2 separate regions of the Zea mays genome follow, and region 1 is linked to region 2. A link is a contact called in public Hi-C data. All regions are on one chromosome and are shown on one strand. The core of a region is the stretch at or near the end of the contact, and the rest is flanking DNA. Distances in the headings are between cores, read along the strand shown.

What was found. Hi-C and Micro-C count contacts between places; a contact is called where the count stands out from the background.
Region 1: a contact with region 2 is called in a Hi-C map of tassel, with 2.1 times the contacts expected there. The contact joins the promoter of LOC103627470 here to the promoter of LOC542573 in region 2. A contact is called at or near these places in 2 of 25 Hi-C or Micro-C datasets (leaf and tassel).

Annotation. Positions count from the first base shown.
Region 1 is chr5:192,875,156-192,881,133 of Zm-B73-REFERENCE-NAM-5.0, forward strand. LOC103627470 (E3 ubiquitin-protein ligase RMA1H1) reads right to left here and starts at 3,983. Exons shown (of 3, transcript XR_553621.4): 1 at 3,714-3,983; 2 at 1-865. LOC109939988 (a long non-coding RNA gene) reads left to right here and starts at 4,039. Exons shown (of 2, transcript XR_002262482.1): 1 at 4,039-4,130; 2 at 5,698-5,978.
Region 2 is chr5:192,525,240-192,530,793 of Zm-B73-REFERENCE-NAM-5.0, forward strand. It overlaps LOC542573 (nitrilase 1), which reads right to left and starts at 1,920. Exons shown (of 6, transcript NM_001112112.2): 1 at 1,697-1,920; 2 at 760-1,190. The coding sequence starts at 904.

The sequences.
Region 1 (5,978 bases), core at 2,733-5,232, 350 kb after region 2:
TCCTGCTTCGGAAATCAGAACAAGAGCAAGCAAAGCACCACGAACACGCAGAGGAAGAACCATATCTGATGCAGGGATCTCTCTACCTCCACATGCCACCGTCTCTGCCTGGGGCTCATCAGATGATACGGGCTCGGGTAGTACATGCCCGGCACCCGCGCCTGCCCGCGGAGCACCAACGGGAGGACGGCCACCGCCATCCCTCCGAGCATCCCGCCGGTCGTCGACGTCGTCGAGTGCAGCATCCCGCGGTCCCCAAACGGCGCGGAGAGGAGGGCGTCGAACTGCGCGGCGTGGGCGTGGGCTGGGTGCCGCAGCGACCGGGCTGGCGTGCTGGTCTCTGCGTGCCGATGGTGGTGGTGGTGGCCTCCGCTGCCGCTGTCATGCGTGCTCTGTCGCAGGGCCGGCCGGCGCGGGCGCGGGATGCTGGCCAGCGGCTTCTTGGCGCTGGAGCTCCCGCCGCGGCCGTAGAGCGGCACGAGAGCGTCCGGGGACACCGCGGCCTTGCACACGGGGCACTGCCGCCTCGCCGAGCTCCTGGCGCCGGCTTCGGCGACGTCGTGGCGTAGCCACTCGTAGATGCAGGGCCAGCAGTAGAGGTGGCCGCAGAGCGTGACCACCGGCTCCGTGGCGCACTCGAGGCAGATGTTGCAGTCGAAGCAGCCAGAGCCAGACGTCCCCGACGCCGGCGCGTCTCCGCCAACGATGATCCTCTTCGCCGCTTCCTCGCCGGGAGCCCCCCTGGGCTGCTCCCCGGCACCACCCGTGCGCGTCTGCTCCATGTACTAAACTTGTAGCTGACTAGTTCATGCACTTCCAGGGGAGCTGGTCTCTGGCACTCCGTCTCGACAGCTTGTTCGCGGCACTGCAAAACAAAGCAGAAAGGTCATTCGATCACCGTGACGAATCGGAGCAACTAAATAGAATCTCACCAATCAAGACATACGATCGAAACTGTCCGAGGCAAGCAAAACAAAGCAGCAGCAAAACAAAGGATCATGTGCAAAGACGTATGGGCACAGAGCGAGTGAGTGCGCGTGTGCGTGTGCGTGTGGGGTGTCAGTCAGATGTTGTTCAGCAGCCTATCCACAGTTCAGAGGGCCCTGATCAAGCATCCAAGATAGTACATTGCTGTTGCTCCAGACGAGCAGACAGCAACGCACATGACAATTGACAACTACTGCTCCAGGCTAAATGGGGAGACGGGCGTTAAGGCCAATGGTAATTTTTTTTAACCGCGTCTTGTTGTCGTTTGGTGTTACCGTTCCTTAGACGGAACCAAGGTGGCAAGGTTAGGGTGCGTCCTTGATCGAAACGATTAGGATCCACAGGGTGAACACACTAGCTACAAATATTTACCTCGAGATGAAAGCAGATGAAAGGTATGGGCACTCGAATCCTTGATCCAATCAGCTAGCTATACATGTCCCCGTGATTTGATTTCGGAATTCGGACAACGACGTTGGGCAACTGGACAGCGAAAGGATTAACTCCTTGTTTTCGTCGGAGAGGAAGAGAGGGCCAATGGAGTAGGGTTGACCACACAAACAACATGTAGGGAGAGAAAAAATAGAACATTCTCGGTGAGGGTTTCAAAAGAGTTTTTATTCTCATTTAAGACTAGTTTGGGTGACATAAATCCGGAGAGGATTAGAGAGACTAAAATCTTTTCTTATTCAATTTTAAATAAATTTTTTAAGACCCTCTGATTTTCTAGCTCCTAACTAGTTTGGCAACTATATTTACTAAGGGATTATCATTTTGCCCTCTAATTCCCTCTGGTTTTCTGGCTCACAAACTAGTTTGTCAACTATATTTACTAAGTGATTCTCGTTTTCTTAAAGATAAATGAACTGCTTTCCTTGGAAAAAATGGAAATCTCTTGAAAAAAATGGGTGACACTTCAACAGACTTAACGCCTTATTTACGAAGATAGACAGGTTTTTTTTGACGTGATAGCCTTGATAATGAAAAACTCTGCTAAGACTGTCCTAATCTTTAATCTGATCCTAGTCATTAGTCAAGTACTTATTTCTCTAGAAATAATTGAAAGACAACGACAAGGTAGGATAATGAACCACTTTTAGGTTCCAAAGCAATTATGAGTTTGGACTTTGGAGCACACTAGATACTCAACGGAGATAAGCGCAACAAAAGGTTCCTTTTTAAGCATATCTATGGATCAGAAAAGACGACAACAAAAAAGCAAAGATAATGGTTTCCAGACGGAGATAAGATCCCGAAGCAGGAATAATTTGCCCAGCAACCATGACGGTTTTCTTTTTTCTTGAACCCGTACAACCTCCATACTCTCGGCGTCGCAGTTTACACACGCTGACAAAAACAAAAGCAATGGGGTCGGGAACCCATCAATGATTTGGCCAGCAACTTGGAGGAGGGTTCATTAAATAATACTTCATCTGTTTTAAAATATAATTCGTTTGATGTTTTCAACTCCAACTTTGACCGATCATCTCATTCAAAAAATCATGAAAAAGTAAATATATAAAAAGCATATTTGATAATAAACCAAAACATAATTTTTTTGTTTTTTCCACAAATATTTGAATAAGATGAGTATCAAAGTTAAAATTTTAAAAGTAAAACGAATTATAAAATGGGAAACTTCACACCCATAGAGGCATAGATTTAACTGTCAACGTAGTAGATTTTCGTTGTCTTATGCTAATTGTGCTCTGCACTCTCCATTAATATCCTAATCCAAGGAGTGACTCCGAACAAGCAGCATGTGCATGTAGTTGTGATCGACTAGCGTTGCGTTCTGGCTTTATGATGGAATCAGACGGTCAAAGATCAACACGCGAAGCACACGGATTCAGTAGAGTTTGATGGATTACACTTACACCGCTAATTAATTACCAAAGGGCAAATTGTTTAGTGCACTCGAGATACTAAAACCGATGCATAGGAGGTTATAATCAGAACCCACTCTCATCACGTTTCATTTCAATGATTTGTATCTAGTTAAGCTTAGCATGCAGTTAGCACAGGGTGCCCTCCAAAACAAGGCACCGTTAGCCTTTCAGCCTTTTGTTTTGCGCACTCAACAATCAACATATGGCCGAACCGATCTTTTTTCACACTGAAGCTTTCCTCTACTCTCGATTACATTTCATAAAAGAAAATAATGCATAAAGAAAACACACACACACACAATTCATTACGACCTTTTCAAAAACTCGTAGGTATGACCTGCAATGTACCGAATGGTAGTTCCCAACAGACGTTTGGTTTGGTTTCCTTGCGAAATAAGGAGATAGGAGAGAACAACGATATTTGTGGCGTTGAGAGAACGACGGATACAGATTCGCTGCATCCCTCGAACCACAGGACCAAGAAAAGAAAGCAAGAAAGAAAGAAGAGCCACCGCTAGAGCAAATCAGATCCATGGCGATTCACGTGGAAGCTAGGAGGTGGGGTATCGAAGTGGCGCAGGACATCCGTCGGGAGAGAGAATCATGTCCAAAAGGGAACAACAGGACACAGCGACAGAACGGAAACAATCCAACGAGCACCCATAGCCATAGAAACTGCAGCAGGGGCAAACCAGCTGATCTAAACCGTGAACACAGGCAGAGGGACACCCCGGATACTACACGTATCACAAGCAGCACGTACTCGGATCGCCACATCACTCGGAACCAGTAAGAACAGAACCAATAAGAAGACGGGAACTGACGGCGGCGACTGACCTGCGGCGGCAGGATGCAGCCGACGTCCCTCCGTCTCTCTGTCCCCCAGGTCCAGGGCGCAGGATCACAACAGTGGCGTAGTACAAATAGGCGGAGGAAAAAGATGTGATGGTGGCGATGGCGCTAACAGCTCAGCTTTTATGAGATGAGATGAGACTGCCCTTGGGGCTTGCAAGGAAGAGATCGGATGAGGAGGGAGGAAGGCGGCGGATGCGGCGTGCGCGTCGACGTCAGCGGAGGCGGGGTGCAGTGTAGTGCAGTGCGGGACTGCGGGGGGATAAAAAGGCGGAGAGGTTGCGGAACAAACAAGAGATGGAGCGGCGGTGCAGGCAGATGGCAGAGGCCAGCGACCGGGAGTGGGAAGCGGACGTTTCGCTTGTTGGGTGGGTGCAGTTCGTCTCCATTCTCACCTAGCAGGTAGCAGTAGACCTAGTGTTTTACTATTATTTTCATTTATTAAAAAAAAGTTTGGCTTGCTCTTATCCATTAGCAGCAGTTTCGGGTGTGGTTTTATCGCTCCGTGGTAACATATAAGATCTTTTTTGGTTAGTGCTGGAAAACCTTTTTCTTGAGGGCTTGTTTGGGAGGAAGGATACCGAAGGGACTGGAGGGGATAAAATCCTCTTGCTATTTAAAATTGAATAGTAAGGGGATTTTAGCCCCTCCAATTCTCTTCGGTATCCTTGCTTCCAAACAAGTCCTGAGTGATACCAGCAGATAGCTTGCGCCCGCGTACAAGACCACTTGGCCTTGTTCCGTTCCAAAAAAAAAAAAGGAAAACACTTCAATGGCATGCGAGCGTCGGCATCAGCTCATGCACGCGCACGCCGCTCCCAGCCGCCATAGGGCAAGGAATTCGGCCGATCAGCGCAGCCCGCGCCGTGCGGCCGCGTCAGGCAGGGCTCGTCATCTCTGCTCCCTTCCACGGCAGCGCGGCCGTGCGCCCCAGCCGCAGCGATTTCCATCTGGCAGCTCCGATCCAATATCTTCGCCTCGCCCGCCGCCTGATTGGTTCTCGTTTTAGAGCTGATCTCATGCAGCAGGACTCAGGCCCCTTTGATTGGCTATTTCGACAGCTCTATGACTCTATCTCGGCCTCTCGGGCTCATCGTGTACCAAACGGTAAAGAAAAAATGGCTTCTCGTTAACAGCCCAATAAGAGCTATAACCCGTTTTCTAGTTAGAAGTCAGAGCACCAAAAAAAAACATGACTTCTACTTGTTCCTCCTCTATTTTTCTTATGCACCATTCGAAAGAAACACATAGAAAGTTGTTTTATCAACTAAATTACAAAATAGCTCCGGCTTGAATGAGCCAAAGAAGCTAGATTCGGAACCAAAGGACCATCAGTCAGGAGCAGGGTTTTAAATCTCGTTCAACACATGTTTACCGCTACTCCCAGAAACGAGAAACCGGCGAAAAGACCACCATTTCTTGCCAAACCCCGACCGGTATCGGTTTTCAAATTGAAATCACCAGTTTCTCGTTTTCCTCACCGAGAGATCGCCACTGGAGACAGAGAAACACTAAGGGCATGTTTGGTTGGACGGCGACTATGAAAAAGCCGTTGTGGACTGTGAGACATGGAAAAATCTGTTGTGCGCTGTGACCTATTAAAAAACTAAAAATCGTTTGATCGAAAACACTAAAAATCATTAAAAGTTGTTCGATATATGTTTTTCACAGTTCCATTCGAAAATCACTAAAAGAAGGTCCGAAAATGCTTTCTTTTTTGTACTACGAGAAAATCGTTTTTTTTTAAGAAAAAACTGCTTATGAATCTAGCCATTTAGTTTGGCTTTTGTCTTTTAGGAGGTAGCTAAAGCCAAAAACCAAACAAACACACCCTAAGATTCGTCGGACCACAAGACTAATGCACTAATGCTAAAAAAATATGTTCACTTGGTGTTCACAGATGTAAAGCCTGACTATTCTCAAACATGTCATATTGGTGTAACTCCTTTTCTTTTGTGGACTTGTACAGACAGGCTAGCTCCAGCCACCATCAGCGCAGGAGCCCGAGCGATCCATGCTGGGGAGAAACAAACCTCAGTTTCGTTTCGTTTCCCCGTGGCCTGTCTGCAGAGTGCTTTGGAGTTGGTGCGGCACAAACCCCGTTCAGTCAATAAAACACGCTGACGCATTGCCAAACTGCCTAGTGCCTACTAGTACTCTACCTCTACCTCCGGTGTGTCAGTGCGCGTGGTAGTGCGTGCCCATTAAGCGGCAGGCGCGTAGCTAGGCTGGTCCAGGGAAATGGGAATA
Region 2 (5,554 bases), core at 670-3,169:
CCATTAGGCGGACTGCTGCATCCGTAGTTGGATATTTGGCTATGTCGATGACTCCATCCTTGCCACGCCATGGATGGCGACGACCAGACTACACACGATATCTGGGTCATCATTGGGAACCTCTTCCGCACCAACAAGAAGCCTCAGGCCATCTTCCTCAGCCATGAGTTCCACACCAAGCAGCAAGGCGACACTTCCATCGACTCCTAACAGTGCATGAAGACCACCATCAACGCCCTCCATGAGATTATCTTGTCCTCAACCTTCTCCACGACCTTAACCCTAGCTTGTCCAACACCGCCGACATCATCGTCAACTCCACGGTGCTGCCCAACTTCGCCACGTCACACCACACACACACACACCACTATAACATTCATTTTCCTACCTAGCTAATTCACCCTGAGAAAAACCAATCGCTCCACATGTCTATGATCATCATCACCAGTAATACAGGACGATGTCTCCTTCGAAGTAGATGCCATCATGCCAATCAACTGATACTGTATTGGAGAAATGATGCTACATACAAGGACACTGCCAAAATTCAATTAAACGATTTATTTAACATTATTTACAAGTACGAGCCATTACTACACACAAATTGAGTAAGCTAGTTTTCGGCAAGACAAACAAGCGAACACCTTGAGCGCAGTATCAACCTAAATACCCACACGGGAGAAACAACAAACCGAACACCATAGGTGCTACTGTAACAACTGCAAGAACAACGGGTATATAGAGCAAAATTACACGCACCGAGAGTCGCAGGGGTGTCGTAGAACACGGACGACGCCTGAACGACGGTGACCCGCGCCGTTGTTGCGGTCTGGTCGGCGCCGGCATTCATCTCCACCTCCGGGATCAAGGCCTCGCTGTCGGACCTCGATGGGACCAGGGCCATCGTCTCCGACTACCAAGCAATCACCTGGGGACCGCAGAAGGCGGGCTACTTGTCGTGCTTCTTGCGGAGGTAGTCACGGACGAATTGGTCCCGAGCGAGCGTGCGAGCGCGCTGGGGCTCGATGTGGACGTAGGAGAGGTGGATGCCGAAGGTAAGGAGACCCGCGCCGAAGGTGAAGAGTGAGGTCGTGGAGAGAAGCTGCCGGGAAGTGGACGGGGAGCACCACCCCATCCGTCAGCACAGTGAGTGGCGGAGTGGCGCGGTATGTGTGGAGAAAGTTTGTCGTCTGTACCGAAGTCACTCTAGTCACATTATTTAAACGAATATAAAATTAGTCTTTTAGCTAACCTAAAAATACAACATTTAAAATACAAATAAATCTGATTACTTAATTAAATGAATAGAATTATATAGTAGATAAAACAATTAAAAATAATTCAATTTAAATGTAAATATTAAAATAATAATAATAGCACCCACCGGTACCTATTGGACGGGCAATCAAAGTTCTGACTGTCAATCGCGGTGCCAGTGTAGTGTGTACTTGCATGGAGACGCCATAGACACTTGACATTGTGAAATCAACAACACTAAAATTACATCATTCTAACAGAAATTTATCACAAATTAACATTCCAACAACATCAAATAATATTTTTAACACAATCTGTACATACGATCTGTACAAACAAAATCCATTTATCCATGCAAGTAATCTTTTCAAATCCCTACAAGCAATCTGTCCAAAACTCTAAATTGAAACACTAATTTATCCAAGCCTGTTTAATTTACCAGAGAAGACTCGGCGCTCGGCGGCGGCTCGGCTGCTCGGCGGCGCCCTGTGTTCGGCGGTGGCTCGGCTGCTCGGCGACTTGCTGCTCGCTGCACCGTATTCTAAGGACGCCTGGTAGATGCTGGAAGCCGGAGCCCGGATGGCCTGCGGCCCTACACGAGCACGGCTGGAGCTTCAAGCTTGGCGGCTAGGGTTACAAACTTGGAGACAAGAGAGAGTGAGAGAGACCGACTGACCGCGCGAGACTCAGAGGGCGAGAGGTATAGAGCCGTACGTAGGCTGTTCGCTTGGAGCTGGCCTGGGTCCTGGACTCCTGGGCCGCTTGGCGGCCTTGCTAGTTGCTGCTGACGCGTTGACGGCTGATCCCGCGAAGTAGTGAATTAGCGATTTAGTGAACAAGTACAAGCTCAAGCTCCAAGGAGGCTGGACGCTGGCCGTTGGGACCTAGGATGCGTCCACTGTTTGGGTCCACATGTCATATGTCCATTGGGTGACGGATATGGATAGCCGATATACATACTCATGAAATTATTACCCGTGGATATTATATAGTATCCATATCCATACCTGTGGATATGAAACTCCACCATATCCATATCCAACGGTATTTACCCATATTCGTACCCACTGCCATCTCTACATGGCTACATGGGATGTAGAGGGAGGTGACCGAGAGAGGGAAGATGGCCACGTCCAATGGAGAGAGGGAAGCATCCCGCGGTTGTGAGGAGGCGGTGGTCGGCGGAGGGGGTGTGAGTAGGGATGAAAACGAACAGGAATTATACCATCCCATCCCGTCCCGTATTCCCATTTAAAATCGTCCGTTTTCGTTTAATCGGGAAAATGTGAAAACGGTACGGGAACCGGGATAGGTATATCCGGAAACGGGACCGAAAACGGTTGGAGATGTTTCCCGCCCGTATTTACGGTATCCCATATTCTACCGGGAATTTCCCGTTTTATCCCGTTTTACGTTTTGTGGGTCGTGTGCGTGCGTGAAAGCCCATGAGCCATGAATTCTTGGCCCATTGGCCATTGTCGTGTTGTTGCCCATAGAGAATTTCATGTGCATCGTCCCTAACCGTAACATACATAATCAATAAACAATAGGAGACGGAGAGCACAGACGGACAGACCTTTGGGCGTGGGGCTACAGCCAGCAGGACTCTGTCTCCAGTCTCCAAGTCAAAGTTGCGACGACAGCTTCTCCGGTTCTCCCTGTGGTGGATAGATCTGCTGCTCGACTTCTCCAGTTCTCCCTACGGACGGCGCGTCGGCACGCCAGGTCGCCAGCGGCCAGCACCAGTACACCACCGAGGCACCGACGCACATCTTCAGCAACACGCCAACACAGCTCGTCAGCTCTAAATCAGGTATACTGCCACCGCCTAGTAGTTGCCTGTTAATGTTGCCTGTTGTGGTTGACTGGTAAATTGATTTTTCATTGCTAAATTGTTTTGTCCTAGCACACAGAAATTTATTTTTTGTTGCTCACTGAGTCACTACTCGTTTGCTCCAGTTAGGAAATACTGATTGTGATTCATTGAATATTGTATGGAGCAGCAGCAGCTCTGCACCTGCGTGCCTTAGTGCCTATGTGAATTTAAATCCGTGTGCAACTGTTGTCATTTGTAAAGTCTTCAAGGGTGCGCTTGTGTGCTGTCACCGCTGTGTGCATGTAGTTGTTCCTGCTACTGTCCGGTTACCGTTCGTTTTCGGTGAATATTCGTTCGTATTCGTTCGTTTTCGTATACCCGTATATTTCGTAACCGTTTTCGTTACCGCCTTTTTCGCTCCCGCTCCCGTTTTCGGTAAAAAAAAATGGTAACGGAAATGGGAGAGGTAGTTTCCCGTCCGTTCCCGTTCGTTTTCATCCCTAGGTGTGAGGCCGCAACTCGCGAGGGGTGATTGGAATTGGAGGGGGAAAACCTGGGAGCTGAAGATGAGGTTACACTATGGCCCTATGGAATAGTGTTGACCGTTTAGTTTTTTTTTTTATTCGGCAAATTGACACGACGGACATCGAGTGATGTCGTTTGGTGAGAAGTGCAGGGTAATGGATCAGCTTTATTTTTATTTTCTGTTTGTTTGATTTTTAATAAGATTTTGTTCGGTTATTCCTATACACATGGATTAAATAATATTAGAAAAAATAAAAAAAAATTGACTTATTTGAATTTAAACTCATTCAATCTCACTCAATCCACATGGATTAAAAGCTACCGAACAAGCCCTAATAAGCGGAGCGTTTGATGGAGACTTCGTATGAAAGTTTACTATAAATAGTTAAAATGTCCATGTTCCACCAAAACGATCGGATACGAGGTTCTTCAACCAAATAAAAAATGTAGCGGCTCCTCTCTATTCTACTATTCAACGAAACAAAAAAACGGAGCGACTTTATTATGTTTTCCATATGTATTATAGAATAGACGGGCTCTAGGGCTTAACTAAAAAAATAGAATAGACTGACTCTTCACGAAGAACTCGTCTCTACGATTCTTCGTATACATTGTCTCTTAACTGCATTTATGATTTAAAGGCTCAAGGTTGTATCATATGATTTCTTTGTTGTCTCTTGTACTTAGAAAAATGTTCCATGGTATTAGGTTATACATGCCCTAAGACTATCTCCAGCAGACTATATATCCCAGTCTTTATCTTACTATTTCAAACTGCTCTTTGTAAACACTCCATCTACAGTGCAAAACAGTGTTATACACGCCCCGCATGCACGGTTATCGCTGGAGTCGGCTTAGGGCATCTCCAAGTGCTCCAAAAAAAAGATTCCTGAAAATCAGTTTTAAGGGACATCTAAAAAATAGTGTGGGTAGATTTTAATCCTTTCTTCAACAGATCTGTTAAAGCGGCAGATTGTTTCTGTGGAGCCCAAAAAACCCTTCATTTGTAGCCACAAATGAGGGAGTTTTAAGGGCTATAAAACTGTTGGAGACACGTTTTTGTGTTTTTCCCCAAAAAAAACTTGATTTAGGAGAAACTTCTAGTTCTGGGGAGCTCTTAGAGATGTTCTTAAGGGGGTGTTTAGGATGGATACAGGTTTCAGCTCCAGTGTGAAGCTATAGTTTATAATATCAATTTAGATGGTTTTAAAAGTATTTTTAATCTAAATAATAAACGAAATAACTTTGTTAAATATCTTCTAAAGGCTTACAGCTCTAACTCTATATTTTTCTGGACCACCTAATGACCTACTCTACCAACTATACCAAATTTCTTAGAGTTTAAGTATCCTAAACAGCTCCACTAACTACACCAAATTTCTTGTCACATAGAAGATGTGAAGACTACCCGCGAAATCTATTCCAGACTGTCCAGCCTGCTGCAATTGCTGCGGCTTTGGACCCGACCCAAGTTGCCCATCAGTTCACTTTCCAGAGACTATCGGAAGCGTGTTTTATAGGTATTCGATCGGCAAAATGCAAGGCGACTCTTTTTTTTTCTTGGTGCTCCTGCGCCTCTTGCCGGCGATAGCTTCATGGCCAAGACAAACTTCTTTTACTTCGGTCGTCAATTGAAGTGGATAACTGTCAGAAGTTTCCGAAGGAGGGTTGCCTGATCCTTGGGCGGGGCAGAGCAGCAGAGCACATTGTTCATCCAGATATGGAGCGGAAACGACTGAAAGGAAGGACAAAGGATGACGAGACCAAAGCTGAAAAGGTCGAAGCGCGTATGGTTCATTCGTTCCCTTCCCTTCCCTTCCCTTCCCTACCATTGGCCTCCAAACGAAAGCTCGCCATTGGGCGCTTCCGTGCTATAAGGTTTGGATATGCGATTCCAGTCCACATTGCCGATTTGGACAGAGTCCGCCACGCGCGCATGATTCCAACTTGACTAGT